2 separate regions of the Anas platyrhynchos genome follow, and region 1 is linked to region 2. The links are chromatin contacts, called in public Hi-C maps. All regions are on one chromosome and are shown on one strand. The core of a region is the stretch at or near the end of the contact, and the rest is flanking DNA. Distances in the headings are between cores, read along the strand shown. Region 1 holds the start of BCLAF1 (BCL2 associated transcription factor 1). Region 2 holds the start of MAP3K5 (mitogen-activated protein kinase kinase kinase 5).

Region 1 (5,700 bases), core at 2,434-4,933, 240 kb after region 2:
TATAAACTACATTTGGAAGGTTTAATTTGTTTGACGAACAATAGATGGATGCTGTAACTAAACGGCACTTTCAACAGAGTGCTTCCATTGGGCCAACATTTTACCCGATGTGCAGTTACACTGCAGGGAACAGAAAACACTGGTTTTGGGCACAGTCCCTTAAGCATCTGATATCCGATATCCCTGGCAGGTCAGTTTTCTTTTGAATTATGAAAGAAAAATCTAAAACCACATTTATCCATCACTAAACTCATCAAGCATTTCACTCATGCAGAATGCACTCATTTCACTGCCTGAAACACTTCTGGTAATGGGAATTCCTTTATCTAGTTTCCAATGGTGCACCTTCAGTAGCTCAAAAATGACTCTCACTGGGGGGATGTATGCAAATACTTTTTTGTACTCTTCTTTCAAACATTACACAGCACTTCTTCATTTTAACAGGCCCAAACAATCCTCAGACTGACACGAATACTGGAAAAAACAGGGACCAACACCTTTATTTGAGCTATGCTAGCAAATGCTCTCCTCTTAAAGGAAGAAAATGACAGTCCAGGCTCCAAATGTTAGAAATACTGTTACCACTTCACTGTGATTTTAATCTATCTGTGGAAAAAGGATTTTGAGGGAGCTTAGGAGCGAAGCAAGGATGGAGAAAAGTGTGCTAGTCAAATAAGAAAATAGCTAACAGATACAGTTACTAGACAGAAAATAGATAAGAGAGGAGTGCTTAAAAAGCAGCAAATTGAAAGAATATACTTACAATACTCAAGAATACAAAACTTTAAAATTTCAGCTAACTAATTTTGAATTTTATGAATTTAGCCCAGATAATTTTTTATTGCAATCTTTGTCTTGTACATGTTTCTTTCACTCTTCTTTCTCCCTTCTGTCTGGGATTGTGGAAAACACTGTACAATTCAGAAAAGCTGTAAGATCTTGGCTTGATTTTGATTTAAAAGGTCATGGCTCCCCTAGTGCCTAGCAGGTCTTTATTGTCTCTGTACTTGAGGTTAAGGTCTCCTCACTTGTACTAACTCAGTGCAACTGCTAGGAAAAAATGGATATGTGAAATGTTGTGGCTCCAAAATAACACAAAACAAAACCTACCAACAAACCACAGGTATTAAGTTCGTGAACTGGATTTACCATTGACAAAATAGCAAAAGAAAATAATGAATTAGGAAAAAATAGCCGAGCAAGCAAAACAGTTCTAAACCCAGATTCTGATGTGTAAATTACATTACTACTAAGCTCTTAAAAAGAAATAAATAATATATATATATGTGCATACATAGATATTCACTGTTAAGATTTCAGAAGAAATTCAGATTAAACAGAAAGTGACTATAATAATTTAAACAGGGAGGGAACCTGATGCCAGGACTCGAGAGATCAAGTTTTGTGAAAAACTGCCAGGGGTCTCTTCATTAGGCAGCGCTTTGTTTGAATTCATTATAATTTCTGTAGTGTATAAAGGAAGTTGCTCTCCCTGCATTAAATCTGAATTAAAGCTGAGGAATTTGCTCATCTTGACTCAGAGGCAGAGTGCCATCTACTGAACCATCCCCTTTATACAGCACTCTCGAGCCTGTCCCACTCCTGGCTTAACAAAATTTACACAAGGGGGCTGTAAAACTGAGTAAAGTTTTAATCAGAGGAAAGCTGATTTAGGTGTGATTCGCTATTGTGCAGTAACGGCTGCAAGTAAAGGAACAGACCAACACTCAAGACTTGCAAGTCTATGCTCCCATTTTATGAAGACTCATTCTGCTCTTCTTAACTAATCTTTGGACTTGAGGTTACATTATCATTTCATAACACTTGAGAGCAGCATTCCCTGACGGATGCTCAGATTTCACTGCTAACTATTAACCGTGGACTTACCCATATATTTATCCTTTCTGTTAGTGCTCAGGAGATGTCCAAGTCTCAGCTGACTCACTGAATAGTGAGGATGTGTGATAACAGCCAGCAAGAGTTTTGCTTGGGCCAGTGATGACACAGTACCACCCTGTGGCTCTGTCTACCTTTATTTTTTTGTTGCCTTGACCCTCATACTTCATTGTAAATTTTATGGACTGTTCCTATATTCAAATAAAGTGGCACCTTATATCATGCTCAGAACTGCCATGTGCTATGATAATTAACATATAAATAGATTTTAAAAGAAAAGGCAGAAACAAATTGTTGCAGATGGCAGTGCCACAAACATGTCAAAAGTGTCAAAAGTGTCCATAGAGTCTGTAAACCATGGAAATTTGATCAAACTTCATATAAACATCTGAAATGTTGTGAGGAAATTACCACTCAAAATCAGCGAGTCAAGTACGTGAAGAAATATACAAGCTTGCAGAACAGAGGTGACCTGAGGCCATTGGGTTGTGTTTAATAAACAACACCCTGCAAAAAACACTTGTGTGGTGTGTTTCAAGGCAAGGGTCCTGCTGTTGCACTTATGGATTGTGTAGCCTACAGCCCAAATGTCGAATTCCTGATAAAATAAGGCAGTAAGCAAAGCTTGAAAAAAAGTGCACCATGTGTCATTAGGCAAATACGGTTGAAATAATTAAAATATATTTGAAAAAAAAATCATATTATAATATATATTTTTTCTTCTGTACCCTTATTATGCTGTCTTAAATACAACGGAGACCTGAAGAGTAGAAGTAACCACTCTTTCTAATTGTCTCAATAAGATTTATCCCACATCTCAGAAAACCGAGGGGAGAGAATCATAGAATATCTCAAGATGGCAAGACCCCGCAAGGATCACCAAGTCCAACTCTTAGTATGCTGCTATGCAAATTCACCAAAGGGAAATGACACAAGTGTCACACAAGTCTTCAGGGCCATTCAGAAGTGTCTGTGTGCAGCCACAAGAATTCAGGAAGCCTCACCAGCCCCAGCAAGCTGACTGCAGCCTGCAATTTCATTGTCAAGCACTCCCACATTAACAGTCTCTTTGTTGTGTATAGCAAAAGCTGTCGCACATGGGCTGCACTTGAGTTACAGGTTAGTTACCTTGTAGAGGAAAAAGTGGAAAAGGAGGAAGGGAACTTGTGTGTAGACCAGGCTGCTCATCAATTAATTGCAGCTGGTCTTAACGAAAACATCCCCTGTGTTTTTGTTCTGGCACAGGCCATTCATCGGTTGCTGCCTCCGTAGAAAGCTATGTATGAAGTACTTAGCAGCCAAAATAAATGATATACTGTACTGATAAAACAGACATATAGGTTAGGTGTAAGTAAGCAGCGCTTTATTTTCTCTACATGGAGAAGAGCAAACCACCATTACTGGGTTATGTCTGCTTTGCATCTTCCATTCCCTTTTCCTCCATCGGTTGGTTTTGTCTGCCTGTAAGTAATTGTCCCCTGAATTTAAAAACTCAGCAAAAACTGCATATCCATTGCTTTCTGCTCATATTTATGTATGCATATTTATTTACGTATGTGGTGTAGTTTTTGGGGGTGTTCAAGGAAAGGCTGGATGTGGTGCTTGGGGATACGGTCTAGTGGGTGACAGTGGTGGCAGGGTGACGGTTGGACCAGATGGTCTCGAAGGTCTTTCCAACGTTAATGATTCTATGATTCTGTGTACTGTCCTGCCTCATGAATGCTGTTTTTTTAAGAACACACGGGCAGCGTGCCGCTCCCCCCTCCCCCGGCGGCAGCGCGCCCTGAGGCGCAGTCCCGGGGCCCGCCGCACAGCGGCTGCAGCGCTGCTGCGCCGGGTGCCGATGCCGCTGGATGGCCGCGCTCCCGGCCCGGCAGGTAACCCCGCGGCGTGAGGGGAAAGCCGGCGGCCGAGCGGGGCTCGGCGGGGGACAAGGCACAGAGCAGGGCAGGAGGGGAGAGGAGCAGGCAGGGCCGGGCAGCGCCAGCAGCGCACCCCCCCCCCGCTCCGCCCCGCCGCCCGCCATCTTCCTTGCGGCCGGCTACCCACAACCAAGATGGCGGCGGGCGGGGCGGGCGTCCCGCTGCCCTCCTCCCTCAGCCCCTGAGCGGATGTGACGCGGGGCGCGGCCGCGGTCCCCCCCTTCACCCCCCCTCCCCTCGCTGCCGATGGTGCCTCGCTCCCGCCTCCTCCCCCTCCTCCTCCGCCCAGACGGGAGATGGCGGGCGGGCTGCCGTGACGCCGCGCGGCCGGCGGGTGAGCACCGGCACCGGGACCCGCACCGGGAGGGGAGGAGGCCGCGCTGAGGGGCTCCCGAGGCGCCCCCCCCCCCCTTGCCGTGCACGCGCCCCGCCCTTCCCCCCCCCCCCCCCCGCCGCGTGACCTCCGCGCGCCGCAGCCATTTCCCGCCCCCCCCCCCCCCCTCAGCGCTCAGTGAGGAGGGGCCGGGCCCGGCCCTCAGCGCCCTGAGGCGGCCCCCGCCGGGCCCCGGCGGCCTCGTCCCGTGCCGGAGCCCCCCCGGGAGCCCCCAAGGTAGAGCTGGGGGCTGGGGGGTGAGGGGAGGGCAGGGCAGGGCAGGGCAGGGGGCGGCCCCATCGCCCCCCCCCCCCACCCCGTGAGGCAGGAGCGCTCTGAGGGGGGTGTGTGTGTGTGGGGGTCCGTGTGGGGCCGGGGCCCGGGTTTTGGGGGGAGGTGTGTTGGGGGGGAGCCCCTTGCCAGAGGGGCCTGCGCCGTCCCGGGGCGTGCTCGGCAGCCTGCGCAGCGCCCTGCCCTTTGTTTGCTGCCTGCCTCTCGCAAATCTTCGGTTTTCTGACCCAAACAAAACAAAACAAAAAAAAAGGTATATATATCTTTTTTTTCTTCAGCCTGTGGGAGCGATCCTCTGTTAAGGCGCTGCGTCTCGCCGCCTGTTTGTCTCCAGGATCAAAGTTTGGCCCTGGCCGTGGCTGTTAGGTTTTACTGCCGGAGGACCCAGGGGCATGCAAAACAAAGGAGTTGGGGTTGAGTAATGGTTGGTTTAGTGTCAGTGTATCAAACCGGCCCCCGGAACCGCTGCGCTCGGCGTGGGCAGGGACCGATGGCGAGCGCGGGGCTCCGGGAAAATGCTGTTGTCTTTCCCTTCCTCCCTTCTCTTTCCCCTCACATTAGCCTAGACAAAAGGGGGCTAAATGAGAAGGGGCAAAGCCCCTGGCTTAGAGGTGCGCTTCACGCAGGCAGCTTCTTGTGGCGGGGAGGGTAGGAGTTGCTTCCTCCTACTCATCCCTTCTGGCGCTGAATGACAGGCAGAGAGAGCTGAATGGCAGGAAGAGGTTTGGTGCCTTACATGTAGCAGTACTTCGACAGTGACGGCCTCTCCTGAGCACCGACGGACTCTGCAGCTTGAGCAAGGCTTCTGTGGGCCTGGCTCTAACAGCAGTGCCACGGCTGAAGGCTGTAGCTGAGGGTGTCTTTCTCAGGGACACGTACGGGGGAAAAGCTCCTGTTGCCATTGGGGATGCAGAAAACTTGGAGTGCTTTTAGGAATTTAGAAAGGGTCAGCAGGGAGCTGTTGTTTGTAGCTAGGGTGCGGGTGTTTGGATGGATTAGATTCAGGCTGGTTGCGAAGGAGCGATTGTGGAGTATGGGCCTGAGGAATGCCACGGAGCATTTGGGGCTTGTTTACGTGTAGCAGAGGTAGGTGAAGGAAACTACTGAAGAATGCAAGTCTTCGGGTTACAACGGTGTTTGGTCTGACCTGTGAGAGTTTTTCCAGAGAGGTATTGTGAAAAGGTGCACTGCTGCTTTGCCGTTGTGCTGGCAGTGGCC
Region 2 (5,680 bases), core at 1,455-3,954:
TCGAAATGTTTATCTTAATCATAGAGCTATCATTTTTAAAGATCGGCAGCTGACTCCCCCATAACGAAGCCCTGCCTTTTCTATATTGAATATAAAGGCTGCTTCTGATTGTCTACAGGGATAGGCTTAGTCCAACTTTTTTATGATAATTATTAGGAAAAAAATTATTTTATTATTTTTTAACTTCAGTTTAACCACTTCTATTTGCTTGTAAGAGTTCTGGACTAAAGTTCATGGAAAAAAAGGATTATTTTATGTCCTTTTGAGATCCCATTTGGATTTTTGTATCTGCAAGTTTCCTTTATTTATTTATTTATTTACACCCATAATTGAAGCATACTGGATCTTACTTTTGCAAATTCCTATAGCAATGTATTTTGGTCCATTCTATCCATCTCCAATAGTATCAAGAAATTTCGAAATGCAGAGTTAGTCTTGAATATTTTTTCTCCCTGAACTGGACACTGATGCCCAGAATACATGAAAAATATATAAATAACCTGGACAGAGTTCTGAAAATTGCACATAGACTTCAGATTTCATTTCTCTAAATCAAAATGCTTACATTGGAATTACCATTTTTTTTTTTTTTTTTTTTTTTTTTTTTTTTTTTGTCTTGGATCTTGTTAACACTAGTTTGAATAGCTTGATCAAGTCTTTGGCATCTGACGTGATGTTTTTTCACAAAAATTGCATTTATATTTACAACTGATAAGACTGGAAAGTTCTTGGGATATAGTTTTATTCTGGGATATAGTTTTAGAACTATAATTGTTTAAATCTAGAGACCAATGTTGTATAGCCATAAAAACATGGAAGGAAGAGAGGGAAATATTTCAACAAATTTACAGCTAACTACTTGTTGCAAGTTCTCGTCCTTGCAACAAGCAGAGCAGGAACAGGGTGATACTGGATTGTAATTATATGCAAGCCATCTGGTGCTAAAGATGTTAATTGCACAACACTTGAGTAACAAGGTATGCATATTTCTGATAATAAATGGGATATTATGCTGATTAAAAAATATAAATAAACTTTGAATGATTATCATCATTGTTTATTCAAAGATTGATACAGAAGAACTCCTGAAAACCCGATTGCTCACTTCGAAGAGTTAACAGATTAAGAGATATGCTTTTCCTGTATAAACAGACGGACAATTTCTGTGGGTTATTCCAGATTAATCTGCATTTTTGTTACTTTATTTATTTTCAGTTTAGGGCCCTCCCTCACTCCCAGTCAAATCAATAGAACAACTGTCTTGAATTTGGAGTGGACACAGTGCTAATAATGAAGCAGGCCTCGCAAGGCAGCAAGGCTAAGTAGAATAGCATGCTTCTTCCGTCTTCTTTCAGCCCGGGACTTCCTTCTGCACTTGACAAACATGGGTTGTTCTAGAGAACAACAGAGACATATTGTTCTTGCTTCCTGTAAGGTGATGTAACTGCAGCGCTGAATGGATTAACACTGATTCTGTGTTTTGTGGAAAACTGCTTTATTTAGGAAAACACTGATTGCCATTCTGACTGTAGCAAGAAACAATAACCTACTGTATATTGCAGATTAGCAAATATTAACTTTCCCCTGTAAATTAGTCTTTCGTTTGCTCGTCATCTTCCCACCCCATTTACCCATTCCTTATCAGCAGAAGCAAATGCCAGGCATATCTCATTGAAAATGGGGACTGATCAACGCAAATACAAGCAGGGCTACTGAAGGTACCACAGTGACTAATTTTTCTTGATTATTCCAGAATTTATCCTCTTCCTACAGCAGTCATGGAAAACAGTGGTATAGGAACAGGCTTAGTGCCAGCAAGTTGATCTGCCTCCGCAAAATCAATTGTAATAGGATGGACCTATTGATATGCCATATTAACATAATTCGGAATACATAGAGGGCTGTTTTGCTGCATGGTGCAGCAAGGGTGGTGTTGGTTGGTTGCAGTGAGGAGGGTGTCAGTGTCTCGTCTCAAGCAACAAGTGATATGACACGAGAAAACAGCCTCAGGTTGCACCAGGGGGGGGTTAGATTAGGGATCAGGAATTATTTCTTCATGGAAGGGGTGGTTCGGTGTTGGAATGGGCTGCCCAGGGAGGTGGGGGAGTCGCCATCCCTGGAGGTATTTAAAAGCTGTGGGACTAGGGGCTGTGGTTTGGGGGTGGCACTCAGTAGGCCATGCTGATGGACGTGATCATCTTGAATACCATGTCCAACCTGGGTGATCCAAAAGCTTTTACATTTCTCCTGTACCTACTTAATAGAATCCCTGATCCAATAAACAAATGAGCAAAGCAAGCGATTTCATTCTTCTGTTTTGGTCCAGGAGCAGCGCAGAGCTCTCACTACACCTCACTCCACACGCCCCCCTCACAGGCCCTCTCTCCCTCGACGGCCACCCCACCACCAACCCCAGCCGTGAAGCGCCGAGCCCCAGCCCCGAGGGGCCGCCCCCGGGCAGCAGCGGGCGGCTCTGGGCCGGCCCCGGAGGGCGGAGCGCGGCGCTGGGGCCGCCCCCGCTGGCCGCCCGTCGCCGTGCGGCTGCCGCCGGGGAGAGCCCTGCCGCGAGTGGGTCCGGGGGCAGAAGCAGCGAGCCGGGGAGCTCTGCGGGGCGGCGAGGAGGAAGGCGGAGGGGAGGGCGGCTGCTGCTGCTGCTGCTGTTGCTGCTGCTGTTGCTGTTGTTGCTGCCTGCCGGGGGCCGGCTCGCCGCGTGGCCCCGCGGGTGCCCGGGGGAAGCGATGGTGCCGGAGGCGGGCGCCGGCGCTCGCCCCCTGGGCTCCGGCAGCCCCCGCTAGCCCCGCGGGGGAGCCCCGAGCCCCGGGCAGCGGCGGTGGCGGCTCCGCAGGGATGAGCGACGGCGGCGAGGGGACCGTCAGCTTCTCGCTGCCCGGGCCCCCCCCCGGCGGCGGCGGCGGCGGCGAGGAGGGGCTCGGCCGGCGGGGGCAGGGGACCGACGGCGGCGCCCGCAGCCTCCAGCCCGAGCCCTGGGGCGACGACGGGGCCGGCGGCGGCGGCGGTGGCATCGCGGCGAGAGCCAAGGGCGGCGGGCGTCGGACGGCGGTCACCTACGTGATCAACGAGGCCAGCCAGGGGCCGCTGCTGGCGGCCGAGAGCGGCGCCCTGCAGAGCCTGCGGGAGGCGTGCGAGGCGGTGGGCGCCACGCTGGAGACGCTGCACTTCGGCAAGCTGGACTTCGGCGAGACCGCCGTGCTCGACCGCTTCTACAACGCCGGTGAGAGGGGGCCGCGGGGATACAGGGATGGAGGGACACAGGGATGGCCCGTGCTTACAAACAGCAGCCAGAAAGTTTCTCCTGAATACCTTTCTTCTTAATTGTTATTAACAGATGCGTGTTGTACACTTAGAATTAAGACCCACGCTCACCAGGCCGGTGAAGACTTCATAAAGCTAAAGTTGCAGCGCTACGTTAGGGTCTCTGTGCCACCTAAAAACTTACCGACAGGGATTTGATTTGACCTGCAACTCTAAACTTATTTTATGGATTGCCTTTACGTGCATGCAACACTTTGGCAAGTGAGCGTTTAAAAAGTTTTGGCTGTAGCTGTCTCCTCTCCTGTGGAAGAGGAAAAAAAATAATAAAATAAATATCTGGACTGTCTGCCCTGTCCACACAAGACTCAGCAGCATGGACATGCATGCGCATGTCATCTATCTGAAACAGCAAATGCTTTGCTTCGAGGGCTGCTGCTTCCAGGTCCCTGAGCTGGATGGCTCCGCAGCCATGGGCATGTCAGACCCTGCAGTTCTTAGAGATCTGGCCTTAGAGGTGGTGTTCCCAAAATTTCAGAGGAGCTGTGCTCACAGACAGAAATAGGAAGGGCACAGAGCTTCATTATAGAGCCCATACTCTCCACGTGACTGGTAAGAGAGACTTAAAAATTTTAGGAGCTTCAGTACCTCTTAACTGTAGGACAGGTACAACCTGAGAGTCTCATTCGAAGGTGTATCCTAGTGAGGCTCACAGAGCTGAATTATCTGTGATGTTCGTGTGCCTCTTGTTCATTAATTTTCGGACTGGTCTGTGCAATAGGCGGGGTCTCCATAGTTCACAAAGGCTTTTCTTGTAATGGGAGATTTGACTTGAAGTGGGCCCCTTCTAATTCTGGCAGTAGGCGTCTGGCGTCTAGCACTACATAACTGCACGCTTATGTAATATAACATTTCTTATTTCGATGGGTTTTGAGCAAACTGTGCTGCAAAGAGCAGGACATAGAAGTTTGTCTGCTCACGATCTGTTCTGTGCTGTGAGAGCTGCTGCCTAAAAGCTATGTTGTGGTGTTGGCTGTGAGGCTGGAACTTAAGTCTGGAAGGGTCTGTGGGTTTTCACGTTTCTGCATCCAATATATATTTTTAAGAACTAGTTGTTCTACTGGCTGAAAATTTCTGAAAAAAAAAAAAAAATTATGGCTCCCAGGTTAGGAACAGAAAAGCATTGAAGAGTAGAAGCTGTGTAAGCTGAAAAATGCAAACGGGGAGCAGTGTAGGGAACAAAATTGACATGGTCACGAAGGGTGTATTTATTCCACAGTTTGTTTTCTGTTTCAGTTGTCTTCCTTCCACTGGGGTGGAAAGGAAGCATTTGTAGATGGCAAATATAAACTCCTTCCCAGTATCCCCTCTCGTTCTCTATCTTGCTATGTGCTTTCAGTGATTAAAGATGCTAGTGATAAGGTAAAGAATTATCTGCACACTCCACTATTTAAAAAACTGTAGTACATTACAGTAGTACAGCATGGCTGAACATAAGTAATATTTTAACAGTAAAATGACTTCCAATTTACGTAATGGTTAATTGGTTTCATTCAAGGTACTGAGTCTTACCTAGACTCAGTGTTAGGGGCAATTAAGTCATGAGAGTAAGGAATGATGTGATGGAGCGTATTACTGTGTTTGAATGAGATAAAAGCAACAAATCTCTCAACTCTTGAAGTGTGTACAAATGAACTGGGATTTGGGGGAGGGGGAGAGAGGCAGTAGATGCAGTACAACTTTATCTGCCCATTATCAAGCCTTCCCTTCCCTAATGTCTTCTTTGTGCTTTGCATAATGTAGTCTGAACTCCTGGTGATCTCTGATGGCTCACTTCATACCTTTCACTGCTCCAAAGAGAACTTTGGGAAGTATTAAATAAAAGAAAATCTAATCTCAGATGTAAATACTCATCATCCTGTCTAAATTTGGATTAGCCTGCTAATAATCTTCTTCAGCTGGCTTCTGTCAAGTGATGGTGCTTAAATGCTGAGACATAATTAGAAATACATATGAACAGTGAGTAGGTCCTAGCTAAGTATAATGGAACCATTCAAGCACCAAATATTAAGAAATAGCCTATTCTAGCACTTTGTCGTGCATGATTTAAAGTCTGTTTGATTTAAAAAAAAAAAAAAAAAAAAGCCTCATGAGAAGCAAGTGTGGAATCAGCCTTAGTAACTGTTGGAACATTTCATACTTTTCCCACCACTTAGAAGGAGTAAGGTGAAAAAGGGAAAAATCAGTCCGATTTCTTGCAGAACCCAATGTATATGGGGTTGGCCAGCTGTCTCAGGAGCTGTTTTTTTCCATGAAGACAATATTTTTTTCTCAGCTGTGTTGAGTTCTTGCAGTTCAATTACAGGTCTCTGAAATCCAGCATAATTTCTAAACAGTTCAAGAATGTTTA

The links. Hi-C and Micro-C count contacts between places; a contact is called where the count stands out from the background.
Region 1: a Hi-C map of subcutaneous adipose tissue shows a contact between it and region 2, with 2.7 times the contacts expected there. The contact joins the promoter of BCLAF1 here to the promoter of MAP3K5 in region 2. A contact is called at or near these places in 2 of 8 Hi-C or Micro-C datasets (liver and subcutaneous adipose tissue).

What each region holds. Positions count from the first base shown.
Region 1 is chr3:60,785,603-60,791,302 of IASCAAS_PekinDuck_T2T, forward strand. It overlaps BCLAF1 (BCL2 associated transcription factor 1), which reads left to right and starts at 3,684. Exons shown (of 13, transcript XM_027454478.2): 1 at 3,684-3,773.
Region 2 is chr3:60,542,297-60,547,976 of IASCAAS_PekinDuck_T2T, forward strand. MAP3K5 (mitogen-activated protein kinase kinase kinase 5) reads left to right here and starts at 2,705. Exons shown (of 30, transcript XM_027454464.3): 1 at 2,705-3,232. The coding sequence starts at 2,848.